Regions from separate parts of the Arachis hypogaea genome. Here region 2 is linked to region 1. Evidence: chromatin contacts called from public Hi-C data. All regions are on one chromosome and are shown on one strand. The core of a region is the stretch at or near the end of the contact, and the rest is flanking DNA. Distances in the headings are between cores, read along the strand shown.

Evidence for each region. A called contact is a pair of places that touch in the nucleus more often than the background predicts.
Region 2: a contact with region 1 is called in a Hi-C map of leaf, with 2.6 times the contacts expected there. The contact joins the enhancer-like site here to the promoter of LOC112790002 in region 1. A contact is called at or near these places in 2 of 8 Hi-C or Micro-C datasets (leaf and an unstated tissue).

Annotation. Positions count from the first base shown.
Region 1 is chr3:27,411,858-27,415,125 of arahy.Tifrunner.gnm2.J5K5, reverse strand. LOC112790002 (diacylglycerol kinase 1) reads right to left here and starts at 1,489. Exons shown (of 13, transcript XM_025832208.2): 1 at 1,352-1,489; 2 at 356-563; 3 at 89-211. The coding sequence starts at 550.
Region 2 is chr3:27,477,680-27,481,113 of arahy.Tifrunner.gnm2.J5K5, reverse strand. It overlaps LOC112790004 (cyclic nucleotide-gated ion channel 4), which reads left to right. Exons shown (of 7, transcript XM_025832210.3): 6 at 1,624-1,710; 7 at 1,779-2,478. The coding sequence ends at 2,294. Among protein-coding and RNA genes, the nearest start is that of LOC112793823, 8.5 kb to the right of the region's middle. Within about 2 kb of position 1,548, at least 2 of the 3 cell types and tissues checked have open chromatin away from gene starts, as enhancers often do.

The sequences.
Region 1 (3,268 bases), core at 240-2,739:
TACGTTAGAGATAAGGAGTAATTGAATGTTATTAGATACAAAGATTACTAGAGCATGCTAAAAATAGAAAGTACATTCATCAACGTACAATTATTCTCAATCTTTTTTGAATTTCAGCAGCAAAAGTATCTCCATTGTGCTTTAACTTTTCTAACTTGGAATAAATCCGATGCAGCACCATATCGGGAGCATTTGATCCCAAATCAAAAACCTTGAAAAATACAGAATCACCTAAATCAATATCAATATAACCAAAGATAATGTGAAAAGTTGTAGCTCAAACAGCATGTCAAATTTAAGTCAACAATTTCAAATACATTGCAACCCGCGGCAACCACAAAATAAATGTACCTACCTGATTTTTGTTGAGGAGGGAATTATAGGTAGTAAGAAGCTCGCCACCAAGCTGACCACCACTTTTGGAGTTTATGAAAACTATCAAAGGGCATTCTGGTATGTAATAATCATTGCGAATCTTTGCTCCGGGGACGAGTATGTAATCCGGAATGGCAAAATCCTTCATTCCTCCAATGTTATTCTTGTAAGCCATCAATGTTTTACACCTGAGTAATTTCATCACACAAGATAACATGTATCAATAATCGAAATCAATATTTCCTATCAACCTTTTAGGCCAAAAGTACAACTGTTCAAATTAATTAAAAAAGAAATAAGTTCATGAAAAACTTAACGTTTAAGTCTAAAAGTGTCCAACTCTAAATAATTCTAATAAGGAGAGGATGGATGCATACTTCGAAAAAGAAAATAACTTAGCGGAAGAAAAAGACTTTCGGACACTGAAGTCTTCGTATTTGCGCTTAGATAGTTCAATTTAGTTGAAGTTGATAAACACAACAGACAATTTTTCTTTTATCTTTTTCAGCAACGAGGATTGGTGCATTGCTTCGTGTCTTAAGCTAAAGACCAAAAAGAGAAAGAAGAAAGTTCCTTTACTGAATCGAACCACTACCTCCTAACCAACAGAAAAAATAAAAAAAAAAGGCTCACGCGTCTTAACTCTGTCCCTTTGCTCTTTTAACCAACTTGGCGAAAATTCAACAAAGGAACACCGAAATGTCAAGCATTTTATTTGTTAAAACTTACAACCGACACCAAAACCATCATGCAAATTACGTAATCGCAGTTATTCTAATCGATATGATTCCGCCAAAAATAAAAAGTGAAAGATAAATAAATAAACAAATAAGTTGCAGTTTACTTTTTATTTGTTTAGTTTGCATCAGCCACAGAGGTCTTTGCTGCGATAGTTCAAACAGGTATCGCAGAAAGTGAGACTTAGTTGTAACGAAAAGAGAATCAGATGAATTAGAAAAAAGAGAAGATACTTTACCCAAACTTGATTTTTTGCTTCTGTAGAGAGAGATATTCTATATCCGACGAATGATCCACGCTAAAATATAGTGTTCTAGTGAATTAGCCCAGAAGTAACTGTAGATTCCTTCTTCTGGTAGAGCAATGCAATCAGCAAGCAGGGAAAAGAGAATTTATTTAAACCAAAAACTGTTTAGCTTTTTGCTCCCACTGAATATGGAGGGAAAAAAAGAGAATAGATTAAATCGATGACCTGGAGTATTATGCCACGTCAGCAGAGTTTTCATATCAGAAAGACCGAAACTGTGAAGAGCAATCCCGGTGGTTTTGGGTGGAGTTTCTGACGAAATAGAGTAGAAAATTAGAAATTAAATAAATAATATTGTTTATGATAAATAATAATATAACAAGAAAATGTTAAGAATATTAACTTGTTTTTCTAATTATTTTTTAATTTGCATATAGAAAATGTTAAATTTTTACTTTTTGATGTTTTAAAAAAATAATAGATAACTTTAATTTTTTATTTTTAAATATTAAAATAGTGATATTTTTATTAATATTTAAATAAATTTAATTATTTCAAAATGTTATTTATTATTTTTATTAATTTAAAATTATATTTAATCATAAAGTACAAATATATTATGTAATACTTCTAATTTTATTATTTCTGCATAGTATTTTAACAATTTGACACATATTGAGTTGTATGTTCTACAGTCCAACAACATAATTCATAAAAATTAATAATGTGAAAATTTCAGTAAAAAAATCAGATATTATGAATATAGATTGATTGTATTCTCACTTTTTAAATTTTAAAACGGAGGTAAGAAAATTTATTGAAAAATATGGTGTTTAACATCACTGTAATAGCTATAATAATGTATATCTGTTAAGTGTAGAGACTTTATATAAGTTTTTAGTTGATTATGATGATTTTTAACTTTTAATAACATGTGACATCGTCAAGGGTTTAATAAATAATTATTTAGCTTGTGTTGAAGTTGCTAATTGGTCAAGAGGTTAACCATAATCTTCCTTTTTTTACTTTGCAAAAATTCTCTTATTAGAAAATCAGGTAATGCATTTGATTCTCTTTTAATATGCTCAATAGAAAAATCAAAACATGATAATATAGCTTGCTATCTAGCAAATATTTGTTTAGAAACTAAATTTTTAACATCATTCTTTAATATATTAGGAGCTGCTTTGCAATCAGTTATGATTAAAAAGGTTTTATTGAACAAGTCTTCCTGAAAACATGAAACACATCAAACAATGGCTAATATTTCTTTTTTAATGGTAGCATAATTTTTCTAGGCTGAATTCCATACAGCCGAATGATATTTAACTATTTGTTCTTTTGAGCAGTTTGGAAAGACTTGTTTAAGTATTCCTCCATACCCTAATTCTGAAGCATCTGTTTCTACTATTAGACTTGCTTTAGGGTCTGGTATACTCAAACAAGAAATTTTTTTTATTAAATATTTAATTTTTTGAACTATTTTAGACATGTCTTCTGTCCAAAGAGGAGGATGTTTTCTTAGCCTTTTATACAAAGGTTCACATAAAATTCTTATTCCTGGTAAAAATTCGGCTACATAATTAAGACATCCTAAAAATCTTTGTAATTATTTTTTGTCAATAATTTTATTTGAAAATTTTTCTGCAAATTCAACAGATCTCTTAATCGGAATAATTGTTCCTTAAAAATTTTCATATCCTAAAAACCTTACTTTTGTTATAAATATGTTCATTTTCTTTTCAGATAGGACAAGACCATTTTCTTTTATAATATTAATAAATTTTTTTAGGTGCTGAATATGCTAGTTTATTCCTTTAAAGTATACAAGAACATCGTCTAAGTAGATTATGGTAAAATCTATACATGCTTAAAAAATATTATTCATAATTTCTTGAAATTCACTTG
Region 2 (3,434 bases), core at 299-2,798, 66 kb before region 1:
CGAGTTGGAAAGATATCAAAAAAAAAAAAAGAATTTAAAGAGTAAAAGAGACTTGACTTACGCGTCAAATGATTTTTTATTCATTTTTTACTTTAAAATTAAAACTCATTCTAGTTAGAACTTTTTACCGTGACATGTATGTATGATTTTATAATTAATGGATCATTAATAATATTAATTAGGTTGAAGAGTAGATTTTCTCAATAAACGAATTTATAATCAACAGAGGATAAGGTAGGTATTAGACTTCGGTAATCATAATACGAATTTCCTATTGAAGATATCTATTTTCAATTAGAAGAAATAATCATTTCCCCGTTACTATTGACTATTGAGTTATTATTTAATTTAAAAAAATATTTTTGCTATGGGAAAGTACGATGAGCTAATGAAATATTTATACAATGTGTACAATGGAGGTTTATAGAGTATTAGAGATATAATTATTAGTGTTACATTTTTCCATCAGCTGAAGTTTTTGGGATGAGTGGTATCATGATATGGTATTAAAGATGTTTATTATCCCTTGTACTCGGATGGTTATTCTAAATAGTGTAGGAGATGTTCATTTCACAATTCAATAGCCATTATACACAAGGACGGACATAAGGGGGGACGAGTGGCGGTCTCGGCCCCCCAACTTTTTTTAAGAGTAATAAGTTATTATGTATAATAATTTTTTTTAAAAAAATATTTAGTATTTAGTCCGGTATAAATAAAAATCCAGTCTAATTTTAATATTAATAATTTTTAATATCTAAAAAGTAAGTAACAATATTAAAGAAATCTGAAAAAGATATTATTACTAATATTTTTTAATTAAATAAAAAATTTCAAATATCATAAAGTGAATTCTTTTTCTTCTTGTAGCAGTCTTCTTTTATTCATTTGGTATTAATTCTCTCTGTTTCAACTGCTACAATTAATAGATCTTTTTCAACTATGAATATTGTGAAAAATAACTTAGAAATAAAATAAAAGATGAATTTTTTGATAATTTTTTTTAATTATATTGAAAAGAAAATTACTGAAAAATTTTACAAAAATTCCATTATCGGTGAATTTTATGATATGAAGAATCGACCATTTTGTTAGTAAAAAGTATACACATATTTTTTTTTACTTTAAAATATATTCTCTGTCAATATATTTTTATAATACATCTTATATTATATAATTTTTTTTACATAATTTTTAATATTATATGTGTTATTGGCCCCCCCATAATATCATTTCTGGATCCGTCCCTGATTATACACATTGTACAAATAGTCCATTGTCTTCCTAGCGGGATCCGCTATGCTATTTTTTATATACACTTTTCTTTTTTATATTTTTGTTATGGCATAAAAACTAAAATTTTTATCTCCTCTCATTTTTTATGAATCACTTCTATTATTAAAAACAAAAAAATATACAAGAGATATACACCAAAAATATCTCAATTTTTTTAGACTTGTTTTTTCTCTCTCACTTTTCTCCCCTCGCCTTTGGACACAGAGACCAAATTTGATAAACGATAAACCTATTATCTGGGCCATCAAATAAAAACATGTTAGTGGCCCAACAATATCTATGTTCGTGAAACGACACTACTAACACTTGCTCAATACTTCGGTTTAGGTGCCACTATTTCAGCACATGGATGAACTTGTCCTAGAGAACATTTGTGACCGCGTGAAGTCTCTCATATTCACAAAGGGAGAAACAGTAAGCTCTACAACAATGTAGCATTATTGTGCTAAATTTTATATTAATTATTATTTATGATGGTGCAGATAGCCAAAGAGGGAGACCCAGTCCAAAGAATGCTATTTGTAGTAAGGGGTCACCTTCAAAGCAGCCAACTTCTAAGAGATGGTGTGGAAAGTTGTTGCATGTTAGGTCCCGGAAACTTCAGCGGAGACGAGCTCCTTTCCTGGTGTTTAAGGCGGCCCTTCATCGAGCGCCTTCCGCCGTCTTCGTCCACTCTTGTAACACTCGAAACCACCGAGGCATTCGGCCTAGAAGCCGAGGATGTGAAATATGTTACACAGCATTTTAGATATACTTTTGTGAAGGAAAAAGTGAAAAGAAGTGCCAGGTATTATTCGCCAGGATGGCGAACATGGGCTGCCGTGGCGATTCAATTGGCGTGGAGGAGGTACAAGCATCGGTTGACTTTGACTTCCTTGTCCTTTATAATGCCAAGGAGGCCTGTGTTACGTTCCTCTTCTATGGGAGAAGACAGGCTTAGGCTCTATACAGCATTGTTAACCTCTCCAAAGCCTAATCAGGAAGATTATGACTTCTGAGAACGTGAGATATACTATTATTATGCTCATCATGTCAGATTTATTTGGCTAATTTTCACTGTGGAGTATGAGAAATTGGCTGTGTATATGTGTGTTTATGTCCACCATCCTATTACTCAATCATTTGTTCAACGTTTTAGATTTCTTTTAAATAAATGTAGTTCAATATTTTACATCTTTTAAACTTCGGATTAATATTTTATCCTACCATATTTCTTTTATTAACTAATGGTATATATTTGTAAATATACACTTCTAGTTCTATTTGAAATTGTTTTAGACAAATTTTACCAACAAGGTCGAAATTTAATTTCTTATAATTATAATTCTGTATTTTCTATAAAAAAAAATTATATTTACTAGTTCTTTTTCTTCTAAAATATTACAGGTATAATTTTTATCAAAATTATTTAGGGAGAAATTAGATATTTATAATAAAGTCAAAAGCAATAAATAAAAAAATAACAAATAGCAATAATAGAAAGAAAATAAATCAATTTTTGCTATTCTAAGTTCAAAAAAATCTTTTGCTACTCAAATCATTCATTTTTTATTTGCCTTATAGGAATAATAAATCTCTATATTCCTTTCTACATACATTTGTGCGTCAAGATTAGAAAGAAAAAAACAATCATAATATTCTTTTTTTCACCTTGGTGTTTTGTTCAGCCTTCTTTTTTTTCACCTGCTCTTTCATTTCTGACATGATTTCTTTCTTAGTAATCTATTTAGTTGCGACAGATCCTGTTTCGTGTTAAAGCCTTTCATCAAATAGTAATAGCCAGCAGCTAAGCAACTCCTTCGCCAAAGATAAAGAGATAACACCACATAATATTTTATTTTTAATTTTCTATTTTTTTTAATTTTTAATTTTTTTTATTTTTTCAATTTTTTTTTAATTTTCTATTAAACATCTTTAGAATTTTTTTGTTAAATATTTTTGTGATTCAAAACAAAAATAACTAATTGGTTAAATTAAAAGCAAAGACTCTATCTAATATATGAATTACTAGAACTTTTGTGATTTTCTAATAAACATCAAACATATTTTTTGTGATTTGGTCTTGTTGAATGAATAAATAGGTATTTTATATTTTTGTTGAAAGTTAAATTTTTACTTCTTTATTGTAATTTATAATA